Linked DNA regions of Sus scrofa: region 1 is linked to region 2. A link is a contact called in public HiChIP or PLAC-seq data. All regions are on one chromosome and are shown on one strand. Each heading gives the region's core, a stretch centred on a gene start, on an enhancer-like site or on the middle of the called end of the contact. The rest is flanking DNA. Distances are from core to core; before and after follow the strand shown.

Evidence for each region. HiChIP or PLAC-seq counts read pairs in DNA pulled down with a chosen protein or histone mark.
Region 1: an H3K27ac HiChIP or PLAC-seq map of alveolar macrophages shows a contact between it and region 2. The contact joins two enhancer-like sites. A contact is called at or near these places in 11 of 47 Hi-C or Micro-C datasets (adipose tissue, blood, epiblast stem cells and 5 more) and 1 of 2 datasets of contacts at active chromatin or transcription factors (alveolar macrophages).

The regions. Positions count from the first base shown.
Region 1 is chr2:24,749,269-24,755,142 of Sscrofa11.1, reverse strand. All of the region lies in intron 2 of PRR5L (proline-rich protein 5-like), which reads left to right. The region is part of intron 1 of LOC106507997 (a long non-coding RNA gene); the gene reads right to left. Among named protein-coding and RNA genes, the nearest start is that of PRR5L, 60 kb to the left of the region's middle. Within about 2 kb of position 2,437, at least 1 of the 83 cell types and tissues checked has an H3K27ac peak or open chromatin away from gene starts, as enhancers often do. A contact at or near this core is called in alveolar macrophages, where this site is marked.
Region 2 is chr2:24,618,345-24,624,529 of Sscrofa11.1, reverse strand. It overlaps TRAF6 (TNF receptor associated factor 6), which reads right to left. Exons shown (of 6, transcript NM_001105286.1): 5 at 4,488-4,565; 6 at 2,023-2,889. The coding sequence ends at 2,023. Among named protein-coding and RNA genes, the nearest start is that of TRAF6, 13 kb to the right of the region's middle. Within about 2 kb of position 4,874, at least 2 of the 83 cell types and tissues checked have an H3K27ac peak or open chromatin away from gene starts, as enhancers often do. A contact at or near this core is called in alveolar macrophages, where this site is marked.

The DNA.
Region 1 (5,874 bases), core at 1,188-3,687, 130 kb before region 2:
GAAGGAGAGCAGATCGAGCAGGCATTTCGTCCCGGTGGAGACAGTGAGGAGCTGGGTGGAGGAAGGGTGTGTGCGTGGTGGGGCAGAGGAGGTGCAGACGAGGGAAGTTATGTCTCTGGATCCTCAAGTGGGATCCCCCAATTTTTCCTTTTCCTTCCATTCAAATAAGAGGGCAGTTGGACCCTGGGTTATGGTACTTGGCACTTAGATGAATAGAGGGCTTATACATCCCTGCCCCACCTCAGCTACCAGGACACCAGGTAGAGGAAGAGCAAACCCGTATATCAGGTTTCTCAGCTTCAGCACTCCTGACATTTGGGACCAGGTAGTTCTTTCTTATAGGTGACTGTCCTGTGTATTGTAGGATGTTTAATGACATCCTTGCCACGAGATGCCACTAGTGGTGAGGATTTAAAGTCTTTCTGACACTGCTGGATGCCCTCAGGGTGGTGGAGGTGGGGGTACAAAAATCACTCAGGGTTGAGAACCAATGCCTTGTATCAATGTGCTTACAATGGGCACATCCACCATCGCATAAGCCAAACCCATAAAATCTTTTTTTTTTTTTTTGTCTTTTTAGGGGTTCCCGGGCTAGGGGTCAAATCAGAGCTATAGCTGCCAGCCTACACCACAACCACAGCAACATGGGGTCTGAGCCGCATCTGCGACCTACACCACAGCTCACGGCAACGCCGGATCCTTAACCCACTGAGCGAGCCAGGGATCGAACCTGTGTCCTCATGGATGCTAGTCAGATTCATTTCCTCTGAGCCACGATGGGAACTCCAAACCCAGAAAATCTCAAAATTTGGAGCTCTAGATCATTCCTCGAGAATGAAGTGATTACTCTTTTCCAAATAATCTTTAGAAAAGTGATTTGTTCCTTCATTCAACAAATATGTGTTGTTTACGTACTATGTGCCAGAAGGGAGGTCTTTAGAGAGATCAGAGTGAATGGGATGAGTTTAAAATGTTTATAGGCAAGATCAGGGATGACGTGAAAATGAATGACCGCCTCCAGGACTTAAAAGCCCCACGGGGGATGGGAGAAGGGAGAGAAGGCAGAAAAGAGACTGTCAGATGTGGATGGACAACCCGGAGAACATCCCGCTGCAGGAATTAGCCTAGGAATTGAGCTGCTGAGAGCATGGGCTTTGAAGTCAGATATGCCTGGGTCTGAATCTTGGCTTCCGCTGAGTAGGGCAAATTATTTTCTTAACTTCGGTTCCCTCATCTGCAGAATAGAGATGCTAACACTACTCTGCTCGTGATTGTTTAGAAGATTCAAGAAGATAATGCATGTAAAGCTTCTTAGCACAGAGCCTGGGACCTGGTGAACACTCAACCATCCCACAGAAGCTTCTCTAATCATCTTTCAGCTTATTTTAAACTTAGGAAGAAAAGTTGTGTTCTGGGTAAAACACACCCACTGCCACCAAAAAGAGAAAGAAGTCATTGGGACAGTTATTTTAGCTTCAGCCTTTTTTTTTTTGGCCTTTTTTGTCTTTTTAGGGTCGCATCCATGGCATATGGAAGTTCCCAGGCTAGGGGTCTAATCGGAGTTGTAGCCACTGGCCTACACCAGAGCCACAGCAATGCCAGATCTGAGCTGCGTCTGCAACCTACACTACAGCTCATGGCAACGCTGGATCCTTAACCCACTGAGCAAGGCGAGGGATTGAACCCGCAACCTCATGGTTCCTAGTCGGATTCACTTCCGCTGCACCACAACGGGAACTCCAACTTCAGCCTTTTGATTGCCCCTTATTTATGGCTTATTGGGGGTGTGTTGTGCCTGGTTTGAAGGTGTCTTATGAATATTACTAAATCCTTTATTTCTCATGTGCACAAGAGCAGGGAGAGTGTGGAACATGTTACTCAGAGACTTGCTCATAATGGAAATGAAAGTAGAAGTCATTGTTTAAAATTGAAAGCGAGAGGAAGAATTCTGCATGTGCCTTTGAGGCAAAGTGGGGGCAGTGGGGACCATCATGGGCAGAGAACTGAGCTTAACACATAGTAAGGACTCAAGAAATATCTTCCGTTGTCATCATCATCAAACTCACCATCATGTAGAACAAAGAGGGGATGATACAGTATGTGGAAAATGTTGAGCTTGCACACTCTACAGTTATTAGCAAGAAAAAATGAAGAGCAAAATGGAAAAAAAAATCTCAGGCGTTTCCATTGCAACTCAGCGGGTTAGGGACCCAACGTTGTCTCTGTGAAGATGTGGGTTCGATCCCTGGCCTGGCTCAGAGGGTTAAGGATCCGGCATTGCCTCAAGCTGCAGCGTAGGTCACAGATGTGGCTCAGATCTCGTGTTGCCATAGTTGTGGTGTAGGCCTGCAGCTGTGGCTCCTATTTGACCCCTAGCCCAGGAAGTGGCCACAAGTGTGGCTGTAAAAAAAAAAAAATCTTGAATAGGAGACTGGAACAGAGCATCAACCCCAGAAACCTCATGCAGATTTAGGAGCCAGCTAGGGATTGGAAAACGCAAGGGCTTAGCTTGCAGAAAGTGGAAAGTGCCACTTGGAGATTTTTGTTGCAAGCCATGGGTGTTGCATAATCTAAGTTCGTATGACTCCATTCCGCATTAAAATGAACCTTGGCTAGAGTTCCCTGGTGGCTCAGCAGGTTAAGGATCTGGTGTTGTTACTGCAGTGGCTTAGGTCACTGCTGAGGCAAGGGTTTGATCCCTGACCTGGGAGCTTCCACGTGCCTTGAGCATGGCCAAAAAATAAAAAGATTTAAAAAATAAAAAATAAAAAATAAAATGAACCTTGGGTGATTGGGGTGTGGATACCATAGATCTCTGAGATACTTATGGAGACCACCTGGGGAGGGAGTGCCAATTGCCTCTATAGATTTCCAGACTGATCTATTTTAAGGAACTATACCTGAGAGAGATGTATGACAGTAGCAAGGAGAACTAGAAACCTTAGAATGTCAACTAGTGCTTCTGCTTAGTGGGCACGCGAATGAATGTTGCAAACAAACCCTTCTCGGTCCCCTTAGATTCGCAAATCTTATACCAGCAATAGCAGCTCACATTTATTGAGGGTATAATATGTACCTGTCAGTGTTCTAAGCATACTTCATAGACTTTCACTGAAACTCTGCAAGCTGGGTATTGTCACGTTCCCAGTTTAGTGATCTGGAAGCTTTGGCACAAGGGATCCAGCCAGTCAGTTGTGCAAGATGTGAACCAGGCAGTCTGGCTCCAAAGCCCTTTTAACTACTAAACTTACAAATGGCTTTTTAAGACCTGACCTATTTTTAAGTATAAAAGCTTCTGTATTGTCACGATGACTATCGCTATGAGAGAAGCCCCGTCATTGACGTCAAAGAGAGTTACGACCAAGTCAAAGCCATTTGATTTAGAACAAGCACATCATTGACCCTTGGGTGGGTGGTTTCTGTAAAGCACTGGGATGGCAGCCAGACTGCAAGGGCTTCCAGGAGTCAAGGGAGGTGAGAAAAGGGAGGCCTTGATGTATAGATCACTTCCAGGAGTCTGCCAGTAATAGTGGAGAGAGACATAGAATTATCACTACAAGGAGCAGCTGGCCACGTGGAGCCTGTTTTTTTCTTCTCCCCATGGCGATGAATACACACTGGAGGGAAAGAAAAGGGGCTGGTGGAAGAGACGAGGATAAAGATGCAGAAATGGGGGGAAAGATGTCTCAAGCAGATATTGGGGAAGGGATAGTGCTTAGGGCACTAGCGGAGGGTTTGGCGTCCAGATGCATTTGGAAAAGATGTTTGGGAATTGACTTGATGATCCCCTGAGGAACTGGTAGTTAAATTTTTAGTAAGCTGGATCCACACTGTGCTGAAAGCCCACATTCTCCTGGTCTGGATGGTCCGTTATCTAACTGTTTGGATAACTGGGTGTGTGTCCCAGAGCTGCTGTTAGATAGCTCTTTGATCTTGGGGGAAAAAAAAAAAAGTCCTTTCTGGTCTCTGAGCCTCCATGTCCCTATCTTGTGAAGTGGTGGATTTGAACTCAAGAACCAGGGTCCTTTGCTCTTGCAGCAGTACTAACTTCTCATGGGAATAGAAGAAGTTCCTGCCATTTTAGGTGAAGGTTTAATGCCTCTGTTGTGCAGTTTTTGTCTTAGGGTGGGAGGGAGGCCAGCCTTCCTCCCCTCTGTGCTGGAGAGAGAGGTGATTTGACCAGAAGAGTTAATTAACACCTCTGTATTATATTTGCAAATGTGTGTAATGAAATGGACTACTTCATTACCAGGATTCTAAGGGCCTCCTTCCAAATGCTATGAAAAACATCTGTCTTTATTAGCTGTATATATAGCTGAACCTCAGCAACATCAGGCAATACTGCCCGTTTGTTGCTGGAAACTGATGTGTCGTCATTTGAATGTGCAAGTCCACCCACTGGGCATGGGCTGTGGATCTGCCTAAGAGCCTAGTTCTCAGGAAAGAGGATCAAACAGTGTATTTGTGTTAATAACCATCGGTTGTTAACAGCCTCTATCTGTAGAAGAAGAATTTGCCTTCACCCCCGGAACTATAAAATTCAGCTCAGCAAAATCGTAGAGTGCCTACTATGTGTCAGACACCAAACAGGAAAATGGTGACTATGGATATCAGTTTGACTGATCAAAGCCCATAACCACAATAAAAACACAAAACAGGAAACCATGATGAATATCTGGTGTGCAGCTATTTGCAACACAAGGGGTGCAACACACCCCTAGATATGTGTGTGTGTGTGTGTAATGACAGGCTGAACAGGGCAGGTTTTATGGTGGGCACCCAGGGAGAAAAGCTGCACAAGTGATGCTTTTACCTTGCTATGGCTATTCTGTTGATCAAGAACATTTATGATGGATGATCAAACAACAACAGCAACAACCACACACACACACACTCACACACACACACACACACACACACACACACACGAAGACTGCTACCTCTGTAGCATTTTGGTGTATACGTGTGGTCTTAACTTAGGTGTTTGATGCAAGCTGCAGGTAGTTTTCTGAAGTAGCGGGTCTCAGAGTGGGGTCCAGGGACCTTTGAAGTTGCCCTCAGGACCTCTGCAGACACACAGGGCCTCCAGCTAGAAAGGCTGGCACTTGGCTTAGTGCTCTGCTGGTCCTGTCTTGAAATTGGAAGCAACTTTTGAACAAGGGGACCCCATTTTCAGTTTGTGCTGCAAATTATTTAGCTGGTCTTAGCTGCTTAAGATCCTTTCATGGGATCCATGAGCTCAAAGCTGTTTTAATAATGATGATGATGATCTTACGACTTTATTTGCCTTTCGCACTCTTTCTCACGCTAGTACATACACAGTGGAATTTTCCAGAGGCTACATGACATTGCATCTGTATTGCAGCAGATCGACTGCAGAAGCAGATACTGAGCATCCAGTGATTTACTCGGCAGCCAGACATTAAAGAGATCTGCAGACTTGAAAAATAATGCTGCTCAGCTCACTGCATATATTTGGCTTTTGGGAAATTTAGCCAATTTTCACAAAAATACGTTATTGATGTTAACATGGTTTTTAAGCCAATTAATAATTATTTTAATTTTTTCTCAGTTTTGTTTTTAATATAACATATCAACAGACACAACTCATGAAAACCAAAAGTTCTGATGATCATCCGTAAGTTTTAAGAGTATAAAGGGATAGTGAAATTTCTGAAATTTCTGAAAGCCATGCACAGCTCTATAGGTACTTACTTCTTCTATCAGAGGAAAGAAACCATTGAAGAAATGTGACCAAAATACAATGTGTTTGTTTATACTTGGACTAGCCAAGGGTTTTCCAGAGAAATAGAACACACACCCACACAAATTTATCATAGAAACTGGCCCTCACAATTATGGAAGCCAAGTCAT
Region 2 (6,185 bases), core at 3,625-6,124:
TTGGAAAACAGCCACAGAAACAGCAGCGGTGCCGGCTCCCCCACCCAGAGGGCTGTGCCGAGTGATTGTCAGGAGCCGGCTGGAGAGCTCAGGAGCCATGGAACACAAACTACCAGCAGGCAAACTGTGGACTAGTGATGGGCAGGGGCCACGGTGGTGGCAGTGGGAACAGGATCTCTGTATGACTTTTCTTCACTTTATAACATAAACCCACCAGAGCAGGAGCCTCCGTGTGGGGTGGGAGGGAGGGAAGAGAGAAGAGTAAAGGGACACCTGCTCGGTCTGCCTGAACTGAAACCATTCTCCGCAATCTCTTGGTTTCCTCTTGAAATGAAGGCTGAGCCTGAACACTGGTCAGGGGGCTGATCTGGCCTCTCTGGAGGTGCAGACAGCTTCAAACAGTCTTGTGTAAACGGCATGCTGTGTGGGTCCTCTCAGGAGCCAACACCAGTGTGGGACTCCCTTAATACCTAGACTTCAGCATCATCTTTAAAACCTACAGGCTGTAATGAACATGTAATGGTGCACACACAAAAATCTCTCCCTATTAGGAACATTTAGCTACTTTATCACATTCTACATGATCCTCCTCTGGTAAGAACTGTTGGACCAAAGCCACTCACTCCAGCAAAGTCCTGATATAACCACTGGGGCTTCCAACCCTGGTTTGGTGGCCTCTCACATACACCGACAATCTCCCAAGCAATAAAAAACTCTGCTTTTGGGAAAGCAACTTTCTTCCATTTAACTGAACTAAACCAGAAGGTGTTCAAAAGCGCTGAAAATTTCTGGCTCAAATAGCTTCTTTGTCACCATCCATGAGCTGCCGTATCGGTGGACGAGTTGGGTCACTTTTATTTTTCATGTTGGTGATTATGCTTGTGCATCTCCCTGTCCTGTTAGCTTTAAGCAACAGAGAGAACATACCAAGGCTCAGGAATTCACTCTGCCGGGAATAGACAAAAACGGATTCAGAGCATAACACCCAGCAGCTGGTTTCCACATGGTTGTCAGAGTTCTGAACTCTGGAGAAGATGCTACATTGTAGCCTCAAGGAAATAAGTATCAAAGGTAGAAACACTTACACAAGAATTATGCAACAGACAACACATTCACACTGAATAAGTAAGGTTATGTTTAGGGTTTAAACTAGTCCCTAAATATCCTTAAGAACACCCTGGGGGGAAAAACAGGGTGAATGAGAACTTAAGCTTTCCAAGGATTACAGTTCAAATCCTCTGAAATCAATTGGAAGTCAAATAAAATGAGAACTCAACTCAAGAGAGTAATCATTCTTCCTGCTGGCACCAGCACAAGGCGGTAGTGATTCTCAACTTGAAATACACTGCATCTAATACTATAAAAATACGTGGAATTTTAAGGGATGTCCATTATTATTAAAAGGTCTGAGCTTCACTACTCCGACCCTAGGTTTAATAACACCCCCTGGAGCAAAAGCCCAGGAAAGTACAACAAAGAGGTATCCTATTGGACAAACAGCTGCTGCGGTATGCCACAGGCACTTCGGGTATGACAGTTTTGAAAAAGCACGGGACATGTAGATTCCAAAGAAAAAAATCACTTTGGGGTATTTTTAACAGGAAAGTAGTAAGCGACCTCTCCAATCACATTCACTGAGGGGTACTGCATCTTTCCCACTGCTTTTTTTGTTTGCATATTACTGTAGAGTACAGGGCAAGTAAAGGCACAGTTTTTTCCAGATGAGGGTTGTTTGTTTGCTTTTGTGTTGTAGGGCCGCACCTGCGGCACATGGAAGTTCCCAGGCTAGGGGTTGAATCGGAGCTACGGCTGTTGGCCTACAGCACAGCCACAGCAACTTGGGATCCAAGCCGCATCTGCAACCTACACCACAGCTCACAGCAACACAGGATCCTTAACCCACTGAGAGGCCAGGGATCAAACCTGAGTCCTCATGGTTACTAGTTGGGTTTGCTACCACTGAGCCACAACAGGAACTCCCAGATAAGTTTTTGTTTTTTTTTTAAAAACAAGGCGGGGATGCTATGTCCCCGAGTCCGTACTTCGTGGCTGAAAACCCTCCCTCCGAAGACTACCCATGTCGAAGCGGGTGGAGACCTCACAGCGTACTAATAGAGTGTCATCCTTGATGAAGGTTCTTTGTCTTAGGGCGTCCAGATGCATAAAAGTCACATAGCCAAAACCTTTGGGGTTCCGTGGGATTGTGGGTCTCTGGAAGGCAAGCAGCTCTGGTTTGGCATCCATTATCTCTTCATGGTTTTGCCTGATAGGCGCTTCAGACTGGTCGAGGATTGTAAGGCGTATCGTTCCCTGGAAGGGCCAAGGGAGGTGGCTGTCATACTCTCCTTGCATGGTGTGGACAAAGAGGGATATGTAGTTGGCACAGCGCTGTGCCGTGGGCAGCTGCAGGTGCAGACGCATGCACAGTTTGTAGCCAGGTTTGCCTGTGTAGAATCCAGGACTGTGAATGACAACAGGTTTCTCCTCCTCTTGAGATTTCAAGTGCATCCCAAAGTTGCCAATCTTCCAGATGTAAATCCCATTGCACTGCTGTGCCTCTATTTCTGCAACTTTGTCCTCAAGGCTTCGAATAGTTCGTTTGAGCTCACTTACGTACATGCTCTGAGTTTCCATTTTCGCAGTTAGCTCCCGGATTTGATGGTCCTGTCTTACAAGGCGACCTTCTAACTGCTGAATGGTTTCCTGGAAATTCTGGTCTGAGCAACAGCCAGAGGAAATCCGAGACAAAGGGGAAGAATCATAGGGAAGCATATCACGCTGAGGTACAGGAGCTACTGCGAGGCTTAAACCCTGAAGAGCCTGGGCCATCATTCTCATGTGCGACTGGGTATTCTCTTGCAGGTGGCGTGCCAAGTGATTCCTCTGCATCTACAAATCAAGCACAGGCCTGAGGTTAGGAAGAGACATATGAGGACTAGGAAAGGGACCTGGCCATGTGAAATAAAAGGTTTTTAACTGATGTCATCACTGCCCTCAATCCCCCACAACCTTCTTTGTCTTCATCAGATTCTCAATCCAGAGGTGGCCTCACCTCTTAATTCCCTGAAAAACCGAGGCTATCTGCTGAATATTCCAGGTGTCACTCAGATAAACCTCTCTCCCACCTGTCAAAGTATCAGGATCTACGCCCATCCTTCTCTTCTCATTCAGAACTGACTCTCCTCTGGTCTCGGAGCGATGCTTCCTGTAGCTCTAACTGGCACCCACCCCGTTCCAACACCTCAGAGGTTTTGCTTAGCTACCCCCTGTCTCTTTTACTGTTAAACATCCCCCCTAATTCTTTCCCTCAGTATATAACTATTAAACTCTTATAAAAAAAGGCAAACCTCGGAGTTCCCGTTGTGGAAACGAATCTGACTAGGAACCATGAGGTTGCGGGTTCTGGCCTCTCTCAGTGGGTTAAGGATCCAGCATTGCCATGAGCTGTGCTGTAGGTCGCAGACGTGGCTCCGATCTGGCGTTGCTGTGGCTCTGGAGTAGGCTGGCAGCTATAGCTCCAATTCGGCCCCTAGCCTGGGAACCTCCATATGCTGCTGGTGCGGCCCTAAAAGGACAAAACAAAAACAAACAAACAAACAAAAAAGGCAAACCTCTATACTGATCTTTTATCTCCCTCGAGCTAATACTATTTTCCTCCCTCTTCCTTTTATAACCAAAAGTAGTCCGTCTACAATGACCCCAAACCCTCATTTATTTTTATAAATCTATTGCAAAATGGAATCTTTCCTGTCTTCAGCATCTTCCAAAGTCATCAATATTTTAATTTTGATATGAAAAAATATTCATGACATAATTTTTTATCGTAAGAGTAATTTTTGTATATTATAGAAAATATAGATGATCAGAAAGAAAATGAGTTGCTTTATTTCACCTAACACCATTAACATATTGATACATTTCCTTTAAGTCTTTCTGTATGCTCACAAACAATACAGAATTTTCCCACAGTGTAGTCATACTATATACTATTTGCTCATTTTATTTTTTAAATTATTAAATGTATACTTACTGTAAAAAAAAAATTAGAAATTAAAAAAGCACAGTGGAAAAGCGAAAGTGTTACTGCACTCGCGGCACTCTCCAGAAAGAGAGATTTACACGAACAGTCTCTCTCAGACATTTGACACTGATCACTAGGTCTTGAAACTAATTTTGGAGATTGCAATACCTTCCTTCTCCTTGCTTATTTCACCAACTTCTAAGACTGTTCACTCAGGGTTCCTTTCCTGGTCTATTTCTTTTCCCCGTGCACATTTACTCATGTGAGCCCAATCACACCCTCCATTATTATCACAAACAACTTCCCCAAACCAATACTCTTGAGTCCCAGTTTCTCTTTGGAGCTTAAGACCACATATACACTGCATGTCAGCCATCTCCCATCACAACTGTATCCTCCGCTACACTATATAGTTCAATTTTCTTGATCTATAGTCAAGAATTAAAAGGAAAAAAAGGAACCTTACCTTTTCATGGCAGCCAAAAGTACTGAATGTGCATGGAACTGGGGCTGTAGGACAGTCCAGGTCATAATGATTGGGCATCTGAAAACCAAAAAGAAAAAAAGGTTGAAAAATGTTTTTCCCTGCATATCATAATCTTGTTGGACAAGATCACACTTGAAATGAAGAATTACATTTCCTCTAAATAAAATTATATACTGCCTATGGCTATAGTTCTAACAGAAACATGTTAGTTAGTCCACAAAGATTAAAATGATACTTATTTCCAAAAGTCACAGAGCAAGGTAATGTTATCATCTCATACTATGCCCCCAAATCACTCAAAATTCATTTCAAGGAAATGAATTTATTCCTACTGCCAAGAAACTGGCACCCTCTAGTGGTATTTTAAAGAAAAAGCACCTTCCCATGTCAACCGTGACTGTAAACTCAACTAGCACCCTACACTGTGGTCCAGGCTACTCAACAGGGGCCAGTAAACTGTATACATTAGAGCCACTGATTACATCCAATACTTCCCTCTTGACCACTTGTCATAAATCTTATTTTTTTTTTTTTTTGTTAACCTGGGCACGCTCTGACTACAATGGGGCAACTCAAAGGATACTTTAAGCACTTAAAAGGGTTAAGAAAGTTTCAGCCTTTGATTCTGGGACTCTGAAAATTATTGTTTAAGGTAAGATCCATTATGAAGAATCATGTTCTTTGAAAGTGGTACTAAATTACCTTTAGGAAATTAGTTTAGCTATAATCATAGATACTTCAAACAGAAACAACATCAGAAACTATTTAATCCAATCCTTTATTTCTCATAATCTAGAATAATGGTCAGGACAATTTTTTGTAAAGGGTCATAACAGTAAATATTCTCAGCCTTATAAGCTCCATAGTCTCTGTCCTAAGTACTCAACTCTACCATTATGGTACAAAACCAGCCATATACAACATACAGACACATGGGCATGGCTCTGTTCAAATAAAACTTATTTGCAAAAGTAGGCAGCAGCCAGATTTGGATGGTGGGCGGGTTTGCTGATCACTGCTTGAGAATGTCAACTTCCTTCCCAGAGATCAGTGGGCAAGTTAGTGGCACAGTGAGGATCAAAATCTAGGTTTTCTGACTCTTCACTAGGGTTTTTTCCTACATTAAGTTCTACTTTTGCTGAGTTTTAGATGTGCTACATGGTTTCCTTTAAATACTAAAACAGAACAAAAAGAAAAACCAGGGAGGTGAGACTTCATAAGCAAAAACAAGTTTAACACCTTCAAATTAAGGCTTTGTTGGAAAAAAAAAAAACTAAAGGACTCTGTCAACAGATGAATGGAAAAGTTTAGTCGAGTGACAGGTTTTGCTTGTTCCCATTTAGTAAAGTAATCAATTATGATCTCTGGGTTTGCAGATTTCATGGGTACATAAATATTTAGTGACTAATATTCATATTTTGTGGGTAACTCTCCAAATGTCAGAAGATAACAATCAGATGGAATTTTCCTTTCTCTTATTAACAAAAAAAATGAATAGTTTTCTATTATAACTCCTACTTCTGATTATGTCCCATCAGTGGTCTATAGACAGCTGAGCAGAGGGGCTACAGATTCTGGAAATTTCAAAATCTCCAATATGTCTCAGAGGTCATGGTTGCAAATAATGTTCTGCTATTGAATAGATCTGCTTTCTTTTATTTCATTCATTTCTCTCTT